2 separate regions of the Zea mays genome follow, and region 1 is linked to region 2. The links are chromatin contacts, called in public Hi-C maps. All regions are on one chromosome and are shown on one strand. The core of a region is the stretch at or near the end of the contact, and the rest is flanking DNA. Distances in the headings are between cores, read along the strand shown.

Region 1 (3,808 bases), core at 1,016-3,515, 71 kb after region 2:
CGCTTAATTTAGTTTCAAAGGTGAATTGAAAGGGAAGTTGGACTTGGACCATGAAAGACTTCCACTGCACTCCGATGAAAGAGTAACTAACTCCAAGTTCATCTTCATGCTCTTATTGCCGTTTTGATCTTAATTGAAGATTTTTGGTGAGGCAATGGGGTTCAAGGGCCAAAGATGATCTCGTTTTGGTGCTTAATGCCAAAGGGGGAGAAATTAAGGCCAAAGCAAGAAATGGATCAGCTACCACCTGAGAATTTTGAAAATAGTAGAGTAGAGCTTTTGTTTTATCAAATACTCTTATTGTCTCTTTTTGTCAAAAGTTGGTCTCTTGTGGGGAGAATGTTTGATTATGGGAAAAAGGGGGAGTTTTTTGAATCTTTGATCAATTTCTCTTGGAATACCTCTCTATGCCTCAACAAGTGAATTTGACTTAGAGATAGGAAATTGAGTTTGATTTCCAAAAACAAACCAAGTGATGGCAAAGAATGATCCAAATATGCCAAATTTGAATCAAAATCATTTCTTGTTCGAAATTGCATTGATGTTGCACTTCTTTTAGTTGCTTTGTGTTGTGTTGGCATAAATCACCAAAAAGGGGGAGATTGAAAGGGAAATGTGCCCTTGGGCCATTTCTAAGTATTTTGGTGATTAAGTGTCCAACACAAGTGCTTAAATGTTAATAAGTGCCAAATGGTGGATGAAGTGCAAATCAACACAAAGGTATGATTCTAGACTTAGTACATTGGTTTTTGTGTACTAACATATTTGTCTAAGTGCTAGAATCAGAGAAAAGACAAAAGGAAAAAAGAGTTGGCTGTGTACAGCCAACTGCTGCTCAGTCTGGGTGCACCGGACAGTGTCCGGTGCGCCAGGCTGGCTCTGGCGAAAAGGCCGCTCTCGGGAATTCGTCGGCGGCGTACGGCTAAAATTCACCGGACTGTCCGGTGGTGCACCGGACTGTCCGGTGGTGCACCGGACTGTCCGGTGAGCCAACGGTCGGCCGCGCAATCCGCGCGTGACGCGTGGCCGAGCCAACGGTCAGATGGGGTCACCGGACTGTCCGCTGTGCACCGGACAGTGTCCGGTGCGCCAACGGCTCCAAGTCTTCAACAGTCGACTGCGCCAGAGTAGGAAAGAAATCCGCACCGGACAGTGTCCGGTGCGCCAGTCGATAGAAGGCAAGAATTGCCTTCCTGGATTGCTCTCAACGGCTTCTAGCTGCCTTGGGGCTATAAAAGGGACCCCTAGGCGCATGGAGGAAGTACACAAGCATACTTTGAGCATTCTTGATCATTCACACTCCGTCTTTGCGCACTCGTTTGACATTCTTAGTTATTTGAGCTCCGTTCTAGTGAGAACTTTGTGATATTCATTTGAGCTCAAGTCTTGGCATTGTGTGCGTATTGCTGTGGATTTGTGTGTGTTGCTTCCCTCCCTTACTCTAGTGCTTTCACTTTGATCCTTATTGTAAGGGCGAGAGACTCCAAGTTGTGGAGATTCCTCGCAAACGGGAAAGAGTAAAGAAAGAAGAACACCGTGGTATTCAAGTTGATCATCGGATCACTTGAAAGGAGTTGAGTGCAACTCTCGTCCATTAGGACGCCACAACGTGGACTAGGCAAGTGTTGTACTTGGCCGAACCACGGGATAAATCCTTGTGTCTCTTGTGTTTGTTCTCACTGTGTCAATTGTGTTTCACAAGAGCTCTCCTTAGCCACTTGATTTCATTGTACTAACACTTAATCAAGTTTTGTGGCTTTAAGTTTTAAGTTTTTATAGGATCACCTATTCACCCACCCTCTAGGTGCTCTCAATTAATAACTAAGTTTTTGTGGCTATTAGTGTTGAATTTTACAGGATCGCCTATTCACCCCCCCTCTAGGTGCTCTCACCTATTCCTGCGTATAAATAGGACATGGGTCGCTCAGAGTCAGTTTTCGCTTACCGTTCTTTCTTGACCAATATGTTGTTGCCCTCGTTCTTCAAAGAGCCTTAAGTGTTTCTCGCGTTAGCTTTCCTTTCGTGCCCCTCCTTTTCGCCTCTATGGACACTTTTCCCCTATTGCCCCTCCTTTTGTTCAAAGATCCTTAAGCGTTTCTCTCGTTAGCTTTTCTTCCGCCCTCTTGGGAACGTGGGGCGCATCTCTCCTCGATACTAGTCGGGCCCTGCAGTTGTCGACGTTGTCGTCGTCGAGGCCCCCGTCATCCTCCGAGGAAGCGTTGCCTGTGCCTGGGGATGGTCGAGGGGGCCTTCCACCCTTCATACTCGAAGGTGTTGAGGGGGAGGAGATGGAAGCGGATGAGTGGCACCTTGTTGAGGCAAAACCATTTTCCATCATCGCTCATCCTAGTATCCTTTGCAGTATTTCTTTCCTCGGTCAATGGCACGGAGGGAGGCACTGTCGGCCATGCAACACGAGGTGGAGACGCTTTGAGCACAGGCTGCTCGCGTGGAAGAGAGAGGGCGCGAGCTGTCCGCGCTCCGTCCTGAGGTCGACCAACTCTGAAGTGAGGCATCGCGCTTGCGCAGGGGGCGCAATGAGGCATGGCGCGATGCTAACTGCCTTTATGGGGAGAAGTCCCAGCTCAAGCGGGACTAGCATGTGGCGGAGCTGCGGGCCGAGGACGGTGGATCGACTGTGAGGGTCGCGAACGCGCGTTTGGAGGAGGCGAACTAGGAGCTTTCACGGGAGCGTCAGGCGGCTGACAGTTAGTATTTTCCCTTGGCAGGCCTCTCCGTCCTTCTCCTTGTGCGACTTCTAGTTCTTGTTACCTTCTTGCTCATCGCATCCTGTGGGGCAGCACTCCAAAAGGATTTTTACGTGGCTTGGGACACGATGAAGGTTTCTCAGGAGGTGAGGGAAACAACGGAGGCGGAGGCACGCAAAATCTCGCTTGCATATGACGGTGCCATCGCCGCGCAAATCCAGGCGGAGACCTCCGTTAAGGAGCGGAGCACCGAGCTCCAGGGACTTCGCCAGCTCATGGGCGAGGTGTGCAACCGCCTCTCGCCCCCACCATCTACCGAGGTGCCTTTGGCTAAGCGGCTTCGGGCGCTTCCTAGGCACGTGGTGCGGGTGGTCCTTGAAGGCATGTACCTCAGGAGCAGCATAGCCCTAGGTCAGATGGTCTCTCATTTCGATGAGATTGATGTCATCATGATCGTCGAAGGTTATGCCGCCGGATGGAGCGAGGAGGAGCTAGATGCCATTGAAGAACAAGTCAGCCCTCATGTCTGCTCACTCGCAAGACAAAACGACGTGAAGCTCCTCCTAACCAGCCCCCTGAATGCGGAAGCCCCACCGGCGACTCTCCTGCGGGTGTCCTGGACTATTTTTATTTGCTTGTAAGACACTTGTCGTTAACTTTTTGGTTCAACTATTGCATTATTTCTTTTCTGTTTCCTGTGCCAGTCGGTGGGTGCCCACATCCTAGCCCCTGAGTAGGGTGTGCTGACATGGTCGGGACGCGCTGCTTGTATGCCAAAGGCGGGCGAAGTTTGCCTAGGGATAAAACTTCCTCAAATGTTCAATGTTCCAAGCGTCTCTCAAGAGGTTGTCGTCGTTGTCCTTGAGTCGGTAAGCCCCTAGGCGTAGAGTTTGGGCGATGATGAAGGGACCCTCCCAAGGCGGCGATAGTTTGAGCTTGTCCTTGGTGGCCATCACCCTTCTTAAAACTAAATCGCCGATGTTAAGTGACCTGCCCCTAACTAGGTTCTCATTGTAGCGGCGCATATCTTGTAGGTACTTCGCAGAGCGTATCACAACCTCATCTCGCACTTCATTGAGCAGGTCGACTGAGAGCTACGC
Region 2 (3,522 bases), core at 318-2,817:
TGTTTGGTTCACTACCTCAGTTACCACTCTTTGCCTAACCTTTCTGCCTAAGGTTAGTTATTCAATTCGAACGACTAACCTTAGGCAAAGTGTGACACATTTAGCCACAAACCAAACAGGCCCATAGAAAGCGAGTTTTATACAAATGACTCTGCAAATGATAATTTAGAGCAAGTGGGATAAATATATTATTTTAGTTAATTTTTGTGACCTCTTTTAGCCACCTGAAACAAATGAGGCCTTAGCTGGATCGTCTTCGCATCCAGCCTATTCTCGAGCCCCCTGACAGCGTAACGGCTCTAACGTCTCGTAAGTTTTCTCGGCTTTGGTAGCGTATGGAGCCGTGGACGAATTGGATCCGTGTTCCCCGTCTCTCGTTGGCACATGGCCGACGGTCGGTGCGGCGGGCGGGGTGTACGCGAGGCAGAATCCGATTGATTCGAGTGCAAGCCCACTGCACCCACCACACCAGCCGCCGGAACCGAGACCGACACCAGCTGCGTGCCAGCCAGCCAACGCCCAACGCGACGCGGAAACGAACAAAGCGGCGCGCGGGCGGGCGGGCTAGAATATACCGATGCACGCAGACACCAGGCCTGTCGGTGCCAACCGAGCTACAGCGTGGCGTGTCACAGAACGCTCGGGAACGGCGAGTGGAAGGAAGAACCGAGTGCCTCTCTATCGTCTTGTCTCCTACTAATAAACTTGTACGTACGTGTTTTTTTTATTTTTATAATACCATTGGCAAATCAAAAGTAGTACTCCCTCCGTCCGTTTGAATTTGACGTTCTAGTTTTTTTGAGACAGATTATGAGAGAGCTGAAATGACATATGTAACCCTCGTTTCTCTTAATTAAGCGTTAGTTACAATGCAAATAAAAGCCAGTACAAGCAAGCTGGCGCCTTGCCCTAAGCGTCACCCAACCAGCGCCGCTTGCCGCTCCAACCAAAAGACCGGAAACGAATTACATCTACGAAATGCTAGGATGCCTGACATGATGATAGAGTGGACAGTGGTCTTGGGTTCCGAGCATGACAAAATTTGTGGACAAGTTAGATGACCTAAAACGTCCAATTCAAACGGACAGAGGGAGTACTACTAGTCTGGTAGCTGCGCGCACTATCATAATTGCCTGTCTCCATCATCATTAGATCTAATCACACACATGGCCATCCGCGCTGCACTGCACTACTGCACCTCGTCATGATTCACCCTCCGATACTGCTACTAGTAGTAAACAAAACCCACCTCATCATTGACCCTCCAAGGGCGAAGCTTCGACGCCGACGAGGCCCATGTGTGATGTGTGCGTCAACTTGAAGCTTCCACAAGGCATGTCAGGATTGATGAGTTGCGTTGCGTGTAACCCTGTATCTCTGTATGTGCCAGTGCGACTAGGGTCGCCAGGATCTGGCTGGCCCTCGGCAACACGGTTGCACCGCATCACATCAGCCAGCCCCAGCCATGCACATGCGCCCGCCACCCCTGTGGGCCTGCCTGCCTGCCTGCCCTGGGAATTCAAAGAAACACCGCCCCGCCGCGCCGCGCGTCCCCCTTGCTCGCTCGCGCGTTTATTAATTCCCACCCCGCCGCTGCTCACGTATCGCCCGCCGTCCTCTCCTCTCCTCCCCGGCCCCTTCACTCCACCAACGAACCCCACGCAGGCAGCAGCACGCGCAAGCCGCAAGGCAAGGCACAAACACTAGGGGCCGGGCATGGCGACGCGGGCGGACGTGGAGAAGGGCGGGCCGGCGAGGAAGGAGCCCGGCAAGGTGCCGTCGCCGCTGTACCCGCAGCACGAGGGGGAGCGGGAGTGGGTGCCCTGGCTCGTCCCCGTCATCTTCGTCGCCAGCATCACCGTCTTCGTCGTCACCATGTACGCCAACAACTGCCCCGCGCGCGACACCAACAAGTGCGTCGCCCGCTTCCTCGGCCGCTTCTCCTTCCAGCCGCTGCGACAGAACCCGCTCTTCGGGCCCTCCTCCGCCACGTGAGTATAATGTGCTGTCTATGTATGTGATTAGATCAGATCAGATCAGATCTGACGCGCCCTGTACTTTTGATTGATCGTGTCTGTCTCTGCAGGCTCACCAAGATGGGGGCCCTGGTGTGGGAGAAGGTGGTGCACCGCCACCAGGGCTGGCGCCTCCTCTCCAGCATGTGGCTCCACGCCGGCGTCATCCACCTGGTCGCCAACATGCTCTGCCTCCTCTTCATCGGCATGCGCCTCGAACAGCAGTTCGGATACGGTCGGTAGCGGCTACCTACCTACTCTACTCTACTCTACCCTGCCCCTGGCTGCCAATAATAACCACAATATATAACCGCGTTCATCAGTGAGGATCGGCGCGATCTACGTGCTCTCCGGCGTGGGCGGCGCCGTGCTGTCGTCGCTGGTCGTCCGGAACCGCGTCACCGTGGGGGCCTCCGGGGCGCTCTTGGGCCTGCTGGGCGCCATGCTCTCGGAGCTGCTCACCAACTGGACCATCTACACCAACAAGGCGGCGGCCGTGGCCACGCTCCTGTCCGTGGCCGCCGTCAACCTGGTGCTCGGCGTCCTGCCCCACGTCGACAACCTGGCGCACCTCGGCGGCTTCCTCGCGGGCTTCCTACTCGGCTTCGTCGTGCTCATGCGCCCCCACTTGGGCTGGATGGAGCGCTACGGACTCCCCGCCGGCGCGCCCTGCACCGCCAGGAAGTACCTCGCGTACCAGTGGACCCTCCTCGCCGTCGCCATCATCATCCTCCTAGTCGGGTAAGCAGGACAGGACATCCTGATTGATTTATTTATTTATTTATTATATATATGCCCTTCGTAGCTGGCCAGGCCATTTCCTTCGTCCAGCATGTACATATAACAGGAGTAACGTGACTGGATTCTCCTCTTCCTCTCTCATGGCTAGCCAGCGTGTTGACATTGACAACCACGCTGTGCACGATACTCTATGCCGTTTTGTGTGCGCTCATATATAATTCAAAAGTCTCAACAACTCATTATTCCTTGCGTGTATGGTTTCCTCTCTCTGCAGATTCGCGGCCGGCATGGCGATGCTCTTCCGCGGCGCCAACGCCAACGACAGCTGCCACTGGTGTCACTACCTCAGCTGCGTGCCCACCGCCAGATGGAACTGCACCAACTGATGATCCATGCATAGCGGCAGCAGCACGAGTTGGAGTTGCCACCCATTTTCATCTTCCGATCCGTATAGTCTCGTTACTGTAGATAGCTTCTTTGTCATTCATTCAGATCTCAACACACACGTCGGTCTCCTGTTCATTTGATTCATTCTTTTACATAATGATGCAATGCAATTATTGAGATTTCGAATCTCGTCTTGCGTGTCTAGTCAGCATGCGCCGCCTTTTTCGAACCCGTGCAAATGCGCCAACGCACGCACAAGAGCAACCACCACGTGCCTTCCCTTCTTTTTCTTGACAACACATGTGTACGTTCTCAACTGCACATGTTCCCAAGATACCAACTATCACAGGTTGGTTGGTGAAAGTACTACGCACAGCGC

Evidence for each region. Hi-C and Micro-C count contacts between places; a contact is called where the count stands out from the background.
Region 1: a contact with region 2 is called in a Hi-C map of root tip, with 3 times the contacts expected there. The contact joins the enhancer-like site here to the promoter of LOC100283507 in region 2. A contact is called at or near these places in 7 of 25 Hi-C or Micro-C datasets (ear, endosperm, leaf and 2 more) and 1 of 3 datasets of contacts at active chromatin or transcription factors (leaf).

The regions. Positions count from the first base shown.
Region 1 is chr1:3,633,221-3,637,028 of Zm-B73-REFERENCE-NAM-5.0, forward strand. No RefSeq gene overlaps it. Among protein-coding and RNA genes, the nearest start is that of LOC100283343, 17 kb to the right of the region's middle. Within about 2 kb of position 2,266, at least 4 of the 20 cell types and tissues checked have an H3K27ac peak or open chromatin away from gene starts, as enhancers often do. A contact at or near this core is called in root tip, where this site is marked.
Region 2 is chr1:3,562,854-3,566,375 of Zm-B73-REFERENCE-NAM-5.0, forward strand. It overlaps LOC100283507 (membrane protein), which reads left to right and starts at 1,568. Exons shown (of 4, transcript NM_001156407.2): 1 at 1,568-1,991; 2 at 2,087-2,250; 3 at 2,339-2,756; 4 at 3,031-3,522. The coding sequence starts at 1,717. The coding sequence ends at 3,142.